Linked DNA regions of Mus musculus: region 1 is linked to region 2. Evidence: chromatin contacts called from public promoter capture Hi-C data. All regions are on one chromosome and are shown on one strand. Each heading gives the region's core, a stretch centred on a gene start, on an enhancer-like site or on the middle of the called end of the contact. The rest is flanking DNA. Distances are from core to core; before and after follow the strand shown. Region 1 holds the start of Ext2 (exostosin glycosyltransferase 2). Region 2 holds the start of 4631405J19Rik (RIKEN cDNA 4631405J19 gene).

Region 1 (3,869 bases), core at 103-2,602, 790 kb before region 2:
CCTAGATTTTTCTCATTCCAATCTCTCTAGGTCTAAGACAAAGAGATAGTAACCCCCCAATACTGGAATCTTTGTTGGTGAGGAAAGTCTTCCTAGGTCTCCAGACAGTAATCTCTGTGGGTATTTAAGCTGTAAGTAACAATATCCACGAGGTGGCGCTAAAGTACAATCGGGACCAAAATGCATTCGCATCTCGTGGACAGATGAAGAACTACAGCCAGCAATGGCAAGCTGGGTTGCCTCATTAGCCTTTCAGTAACTGTCACTCAGCTTTTTGCTGCCTTGTGACAGATGCCACTATGCATGCCGCTCCAGTTACTTCCAAAATTTTATAACTGCGTCTTGGATTTTTGTTTGTTTGTTTGTTTTGTTTTGTTTTTCGAGACAGGGTTTTTATGTGTCGCCCTGGCTGTCCTGGAACTCATTCTGTAGACCAGGCTGGCATCGAACTCAGAAATCCGCCTACCTCTGCCTCCCAAGTGCTGGGATAAAAGGCGTGCGCCACCATTGCCCGGCTGGATTTTTTTCCCAGAAAAATATTATACTTACACCTGGACACAAGCATCTGCTCACACATTTTCTCTCTTCTGATTTTGCACAAGCACATTTTAACTAAAAGTGATCGTGCTTGTCCCTTCTTAAGGGACTGTGGCTTCTCATTAGCCTGTCTTGGAGATATTACCTTGCTGACTGGTATGACGACTCCTTCTCCGTTGTTCCATAATCCTACAGTTTACTTTCTTGCTAGTATTAGAAATAGTGCGGTGAATGTTTCTTTCTTTCTTTTCTTTCTTCTTCTTTTTTTTTTTTTTTTTTTTTTGGTTTTTCGAGACAGGGTTTCTCTGTATAGCCAGGAGATGTCCTGGAACTCACTTTGTAGACCAGGCTGGCCTCGAACTCAGAAATCCACCTGCCTCTGCCTCCCGAGTGCTGGGATTAAAGGCGTGCGCCACCTCGCCCGGCTGGTGAATGTTTCAATAAGTGGTGAGACTTTCTGCAGGGTAAACTACAAAGAAGGTTGGTTGGAATTGCAGGGCTAGGGAGTTTTTTTTTTTTTTTTACACCTTGATGGATACTGCCAAATTGCCCTGGGGGCCTAACTATGCTTTGCAGAGTTGTAGATTGTCTCTTTATGGCTAAGCTAGCCTGGAACTAGTGAGTGATCCTTCTGCTGTGCTGAGATTATGGATATAAGCCACCACGCCTGACCCAAATGCTTGCCTTTTCCACAGTTTTATCCCAGAGCTTGGTGCGCCTGGCTGTCACTCTGCCTTTGCCCCGAACGGGAATGCTCACGTGCGCTGACTCCTCCTGTCCAGCAGGGGGCGCGGCGCTACCGCTTCGCATGCGCAGTGCGCGCCGTGTCAGCCGTGGGGAACTGGAGGCCGGCGCAGGCTTCCCCGCTGGCTCCAGGGTACCTGGTGCTGGCGGCGGGCTCCCGTCACCGCGCGATCCGACACAGCCGTGGCTCGCGGCCCGCGGCAAGAGCCGGTGACGGAGCGCGGGGCCGAGCGGGAAGCGGCCGGTTCCGAGGTGAGCGCGGCGCGCGGGCGGCCGGGTGGGCCTCGGGGCTGGGCCTCTGGGAGCCCCGGGGCTGCAGGAGCGCCGCAGCGCTGCACCGCGGCCCCTGCTGTACCTGTGCCCCGGTCCCCAGGCCTGACCTCCTGTCCAGAACCTCTGCTTCCTGTTGTAATCGGGCGTTGTGGGACCCGAGTCCTCCCAGGAAGGCCTTACACCTTGGCTGTCCAGGACCGGTGTCGTCCAGTGCATGTTCTGGGTGGGACGCGGTGGAGAGGGTGGCTCAGGAAGGAACCACTGGCTCCGAGCGTTGGGAGATGCGCTCCGGATGCTGGGAACAGTGTCCAGTTTTGAGAGTCAAATAATGGTTTGGTGTCACTTATCAGGTGCCAATCTGGAAGCGCCCTATCACTTAGGGAGTGTGGATGTTGTCTTGAGTCTAGGGCAGGTCCATTTCAATTTTTAAAAGTCAGCCATTAGTTCTAAGTAGTGTAATTGAACTTTGTGTGTACTCTGGAACTCAAGGCGATTCACGGGAATAATAAACACGGTTGAGTTTTTATTACAGTCACTTTCCCTGACTTAAACCTCCTAGTTGCTCTATAGAGCCTGTGTAGTCATCTGAGGATCCAGGCTGCTGGGCGCTGAAGCCCAGCCTTGGAGTTCTGTTGTGGAACCCTGGAAGTTCTTAGCCTTGCTCTTGACCTTTCTCCACCACAGGGAGGTTCAGAAGTTTGTCACACAGTGCTGTCAGGAGGATGAAGTAGCACATACTAAATGCACATGTGTAGGGTAAGTGTTCACTTGGGTACTTAACGTATTCACCGTGATGTAACTGCCACGGTCAGTCAAACAGTGTCTTTATATTGGAAACCCTTTTTGGAGGTAATGAGCCACACTGGAACTCTAATTCTAATCCTGTCATGGCTGTGCACCGTAAGTTTGTGTCTGTTTGCCTTCTTTGCTTTCAGAAGCATTCCTGTGTAGCGGTGGCAGGCTGTTCAGCGGGCAGGACAGCTCTAAAAAGGCTAAGACAACAGGAAATTGTGACTTGGAATGCTGGGCTGAGTGGATTGGCTATAGCCCGGAGCTTGGAAGAAAGGTGTTTCAGGCCAGTGTTAGGAAGGAGCAATTCCAGGAACGGGGCGAGTGGCTCACCCTGCCTGTAGATGGGTGTTAGAGTCATTTCCAGTGACTCAGTTCTCTGAATCTGGATGAATCGTTCCAGAATTTCTTTTTTTTTAATTGAGGGGGAGGGTGTTTGATAGGTTTGAAGGATGATCATTTGAAGGGTCAGAGATGAAATTCTTGTTTTGATCCAGGCCATGGTATGAAACTGGGCAGTCAGGAGAACTAGGATTCAGTCTGCAGGATTCAGCACAGGTTTATCAGGGGTGGGGTGCTTCGAGGACATAGCTCAGCTACGATAAAGGTAACCGCTGAACCACCTTTCCAGCCCCTTTCCAATGATAATGATAATGATAATAATAGAAAGAGAAGCAAGTGTTCTTAACTGCTGAACCATCTCCCTAGCCCCTCTCCAATAATCATAATCATAACAACAACAGTAATAACAATAGAGCAGCATTTGCTCTTAGCTGCTGAGCCATCTCTTCAGCCCCTCTCCAACAACACCAACAACTATATTCCTGGGTTTAGCCATGCCCAGCCAGTACTCTGACACTGAACTGTCGTCCTGTTGCCACTCACCCCCGGTCTGTTTTATTATGAGTGTGTGTTCTGGCCCAAGTGCTTGCCACCACCCTCTCAGCTTTATTCCCCAGGATATGATGGAGACATTTGGTGCAGACCTTGGGTACGGACGGAGCTGGTCTGTAAAGGCTTCCTTAAGCCAGGAGGAGCGCACATGCCTGGGGTGGCTTTGGGCTGCTGTGCCTCAGCTCCCTAGCAGTCAGGAGGAGTGCACATGCCTGGGGTGGCTTTGGGCTGCTGTGCCTCAGCTCCCTAGCAGTCAGGAGGAGTGCACATGCCTGGGGTGGCTTTGGGCTGCTGTGCCTCAGCTCCCTAGCAGTCAGGAGGAGTGCACATGCCTGGGGTGGCTTTGGGCTGCTGTGCCTCAGCTCTCAGCAGTCAGGGTGGTTCTGATGTGCACTCTGATGACTCTCCAGGGGCTCTTAGCATAACCAAGTGGTTTCCCAGTTCCATCCACACCGTTCCGCTTTCCGGTTCCTCTCTCTGTTTTCCGGAGCCCCCTCCTGCCAAACACTTAATGCTCGTGTTCTCTTTCTTAGTCTGGCAGAGCACAGACCCTGCTTGTGCATCTAGCAGTGGCCTGCAAGCATCCTGAAAGCATGTCCTGGACTGACTTGCTCACCCTCAGATGGCAGCAA
Region 2 (3,837 bases), core at 1,128-3,627:
TTGTACACGGGTTTCACACATCGCTTGTGTACTGAGCGCTTACCTATGGCTAGATGATGTTCAGTGCCTTGTGATGAGCCAACTACTCCTCAGAATAACCCATGATGGCCGCTGTTGTTAGTTCCCATGTGTAGCTGGGAAAGCCTCACCACGTAGCCCAGACTGGCCGCAGATTCACAGGGCTTCTCTTGCCTCCGCCTCCCAAGTGCTGGAGTTACAGGTGAACTTGGCTAGCCCCATCCCAGTCTTCTAGCACAGGCTGTATGAGCAAGGGAGCCATCAGACTGTGGAATAAGGGCTTTTCTGGGAGGCAGTGGTGACTGGGGGGGTCTTGCGGGAGTTACGTGGACTCTTTGCACGCCAGTTTTGATGGGAAGAGGCCCAGCAGTGCAGTTTGAAAGCTCTGTACCCAGGGCCCCGGCCACAGCAGCTGTGCTCACTCTGGGAGACCTGCAGCAGAGCTGATTGGAGCTACATCCTAGCGGGGAGGTGCTGCTTCTCCCAGCTGGCCATACACACGCTCAGCTGCCAGCCCCTGGAGTGGAAGTACATTCTCTCTGCAAGGGCGGCTGTGGGTGTTACTGGTGCTCTGGGACCAGAGGGACAGAGGGCAGATAGTGTGCCCACCTTCATACAGGACACTTGTGTTGCCATTGAACTCTTTCAGCCTACAGTGCTCGCTCCCCCCCCACCCCCCGCAATCCCCTCCCCGCCCCAAGCCTCCACTGAGCCTATCTCTAACACAGCTCAGGAAGGTCTGGTAACTTACCTGACTCACTCGCCTTCAGATGAACCCCTCCTTCAGTGGCTCCTGTGTTCCTCATGGGTCCCACAAATAGAAACAGCTGCCTAGATGAGAGCTATACCCAGGGTCTCTACTGGGTCTGGTTAGTTCTATGAGTGACACAGCCACATAGGCCCCTGTATGCAGGGAATCCTTCATTCCCTCAGCCACGTTTACTCTGCACAAATAGCCCAATAGCAGGATCTCTACAATGGTATTCACACTTGCTCTGTGGCCTTTTGTAAGCCCCACTCCCTGGGTCAGTAAGGGATCTCCCCCCACCTTGCCAGTGGATAGAACATGGAGGGCTTGCTGTTGGGTCTGAGACTGGAAAACACATAGTAGGTATGAGGGCTGCCAGTGTCCCCTTGTCACACTCACCTGAGGGCTGGAGATCAAGGGGTCTGGGTTCAGATCCTGCTTCGTCGCATCCCTGTAGTTGCCCAAGTATCCTCTCGGAGCTGACTCTCCCTCACCTGTGAACTCGGAGGGCAGCAGAATGGGCAGCTCACTGGAACCCAGGCATGTCTGCTTGCTGGAGGTCTGCTGCCAGGGAGGGAACAAGGAGGGACTTAGGAAAGCTCTAGAGCCCGTGCCAACAGCCCAGGAAGCAGAGGCCAGAAATAGAAGAGCCCGGAGACAGGGGCTCCAGATGGCCAGGCTGCCCTCTGCCAACCCCAGAGGCCAACCCAAGCCCATGTACAGTCCTCTCTCCAGGGGCTGGTCACAGCATAAATTACTCCTTGGCAGGGCAGACTAATTTTACCTTCGTGGTTTTCATGATTCATTTCCCATTCGGGGACCTGTGAGAGAAATGGAAAGGACTCTGCTAGTTGGGTGCTAGCATGCTGTGTCCGTGTGGGGTTCCCCTGGGCTGTCATGATTTGGTATAAATGGTGCAGTGGATCCCAGGGCTGGAATCCATCAGGGTTTTGTTTGTTTGTTTGTTTGTTTGTTTGTTTACCATAGCTTATGTTGGCTTCTGTGGTAGAGTAAGGAGGTTGATGGGAAGGTGTTTGTCACTTGCTGGTCCAGTGCTGTGAGTTTTTGGATGCGCCCCCCCCACCCCATCCCACCCCTACATTGTAGTCACAGAAAGCCAGAGCAAGCAGGTAATGAAGGAAATGAAGCCCAGTCGCCTCATTGTTCAGACAGGGAGAGTGGGGCTCAGCGCCTAAGTGGAAGAGGTCCCAGGCTCACAGCAGCACAGCCCGACTTGTCTCATTTTATAAAGGGACAATGGGAGGCTTCTCTAGTTCTGATCACAGCAGGGCGTGTCCCTCTGCCACTTGCCTTCCCCGATTCTACTTGAGCTGCTCCTTGCAGGGACCTGGCTGCCTGTGCTCTCATTTCCGGCCTCCTGTACCTCTGGGAGCACAAGATGTCATCCACTTGAGCTCCGAGTCTGCGGGGCTCAGGGTAGGGAGCAGTCCAGAGGAAGTCGAGCTGGCAGCTGGATGCATCCCAGGTCCTCAGTCTGCCATACAGGTCACCAGCTCGGAGGCCACCACAGGAAACTCAGAGGCTGGCTGCCTGGCTGCCTGCCTTCAGAGCTGGGGAGGCTGGCTCATCTGAGCAGGGCTCCCACTTGCGTCCAGCACACCGCCACTGTGTGGAGCCACCTGCGCAATGTGACCAGCCTGTCTGACTGTAGAGAGCAGACACCCCAGGCTTTCCTGAGGGTTCTTCTGTTTCTTTAAAACCGGCAGAAAGAAAAGTTGAGATAGCAACAGCTGCCAGTGTGCCACCTACATATACTTCCTTCCTTCCTGTTGCCTCAGGGTGGAGCAGGTTCGACAGTGATTTTCTTGTGGGATCCTCTCAGGAAGACCTGTCCTGGACAGAATCCCTTCCTCTCTTAGTTGCAGTTCATCACCTGTCCTACAGGGGTGCCACCTGAGAATAGTAGCAGGAGGGTAGGCTTTGTGCTGGTAAGATTGCATATGGCTGCTGTGCAGCTTTGGTCAAGCCACTTAACCTCTCTGAACTTCCATCTGAAAAGCGAAGGAAAACTGTTTGCAAGGTCGTGGACTTTATGGAATCACCACCTGCCAGAAACTCAGCCGTCACGCAAAAATGGAATGCATGTGGCTGAGCTCGAGGTCCAAGAGGATCCTGAGAGCTTCAGGCAGCATTGGCTCCAGGGGCTCGTACAGTGTCTTCAGGACACCGTCCAGCCTTCTCTGCTTTCTTCTGTACTGGCTCTCCTCACAGGCAGCCACTGGGGTGGGGTTGTGGGTGGGGGTGAGGCACAAGCCTGGCAGCAGGCACAGCTGTTCTGCATCCTTTTCTCTTCGCAGTGGTCTCCTGGGACACTCCACCCCTTCATCCATTGGCTGGGTCTCCTACCTGTCCACCCTGAGGCAATAGGAAGGAAGGTGCACTAATCACTGAGGACTGCTGATCCAGGCTCTGACTGGTTGGTCTTCACAATCACACACCTAAGTGTCCCCAAGACACCAGACAGTCGGTGCCAGAAAAAATAAGGGTCAGTAAGGCATTCCCATAGGCATAGCTGCTGACCCATGAGGACAGGAACCCTGTTCTCTGGATTCCCAGCAGGTAGGACAGTGCTGGCATGCAGAACTGCAGGAGGACAGGCCACAAGGGAGGGAATGGGTGCCCTCCACTGGGTTTAGAAGACACCCCACTCTGCCAGGGCATTGTCACATTAGAGCGTCCCCCCTCCCACCTCCTTCCTGGAGGCCCGTGAGGAAGGTCACCTTCCTGGCAGTGTCACTGCTCTGCAGAGCCTCTTCCTTCTGAGCTTGTCAGCTCCACCAGTGCAGTCCCACAACCGCAGTCTGTCCCACAGGTGTGACAAGCAGACATTACGAGTGGTAGTGCCCGTGTCACCATACATACGCAGGTTTATTAGCCGACATCATCCCCCTTGGTCTCCTTCATCTGTAAGCTTCAGTAGCTCCCCACGCTGCTTGTCCTTTTGAAGCAGAGCTCCTGCCCTGTCACCCATAGGAAGGGAACAGTGAGGAGTGAGATCATGTGTAGAGTAGGTGCTTGCGAAAGGGCAGGGCCAAGCCAGGATCTCTGCC

What was found. Promoter capture Hi-C pulls out the DNA fragments that hold promoters and counts their contacts.
Region 1: a promoter capture Hi-C map of pre-B cells shows a contact between it and region 2, with 3 times the contacts expected there. The contact joins the promoter of Ext2 here to the promoter of 4631405J19Rik in region 2. A contact is called at or near these places in 1 of 39 promoter capture datasets (pre-B cells) and 1 of 115 datasets of contacts at active chromatin or transcription factors (astrocytes).

The regions. Positions count from the first base shown.
Region 1 is chr2:93,820,051-93,823,919 of GRCm38.p6, reverse strand. Ext2 (exostosin glycosyltransferase 2) reads left to right here and starts at 1,352. Exons shown (of 14, transcript NM_010163.3): 1 at 1,352-1,533.
Region 2 is chr2:93,027,888-93,031,724 of GRCm38.p6, reverse strand. 4631405J19Rik (RIKEN cDNA 4631405J19 gene) reads right to left here and starts at 2,377. Exons shown (of 6, transcript NR_110333.1): 1 at 2,078-2,377; 2 at 1,551-1,587; 3 at 1,166-1,327; 4 at 770-849; 5 at 44-259. All of the region lies in intron 1 of Prdm11 (PR domain containing 11), which reads left to right.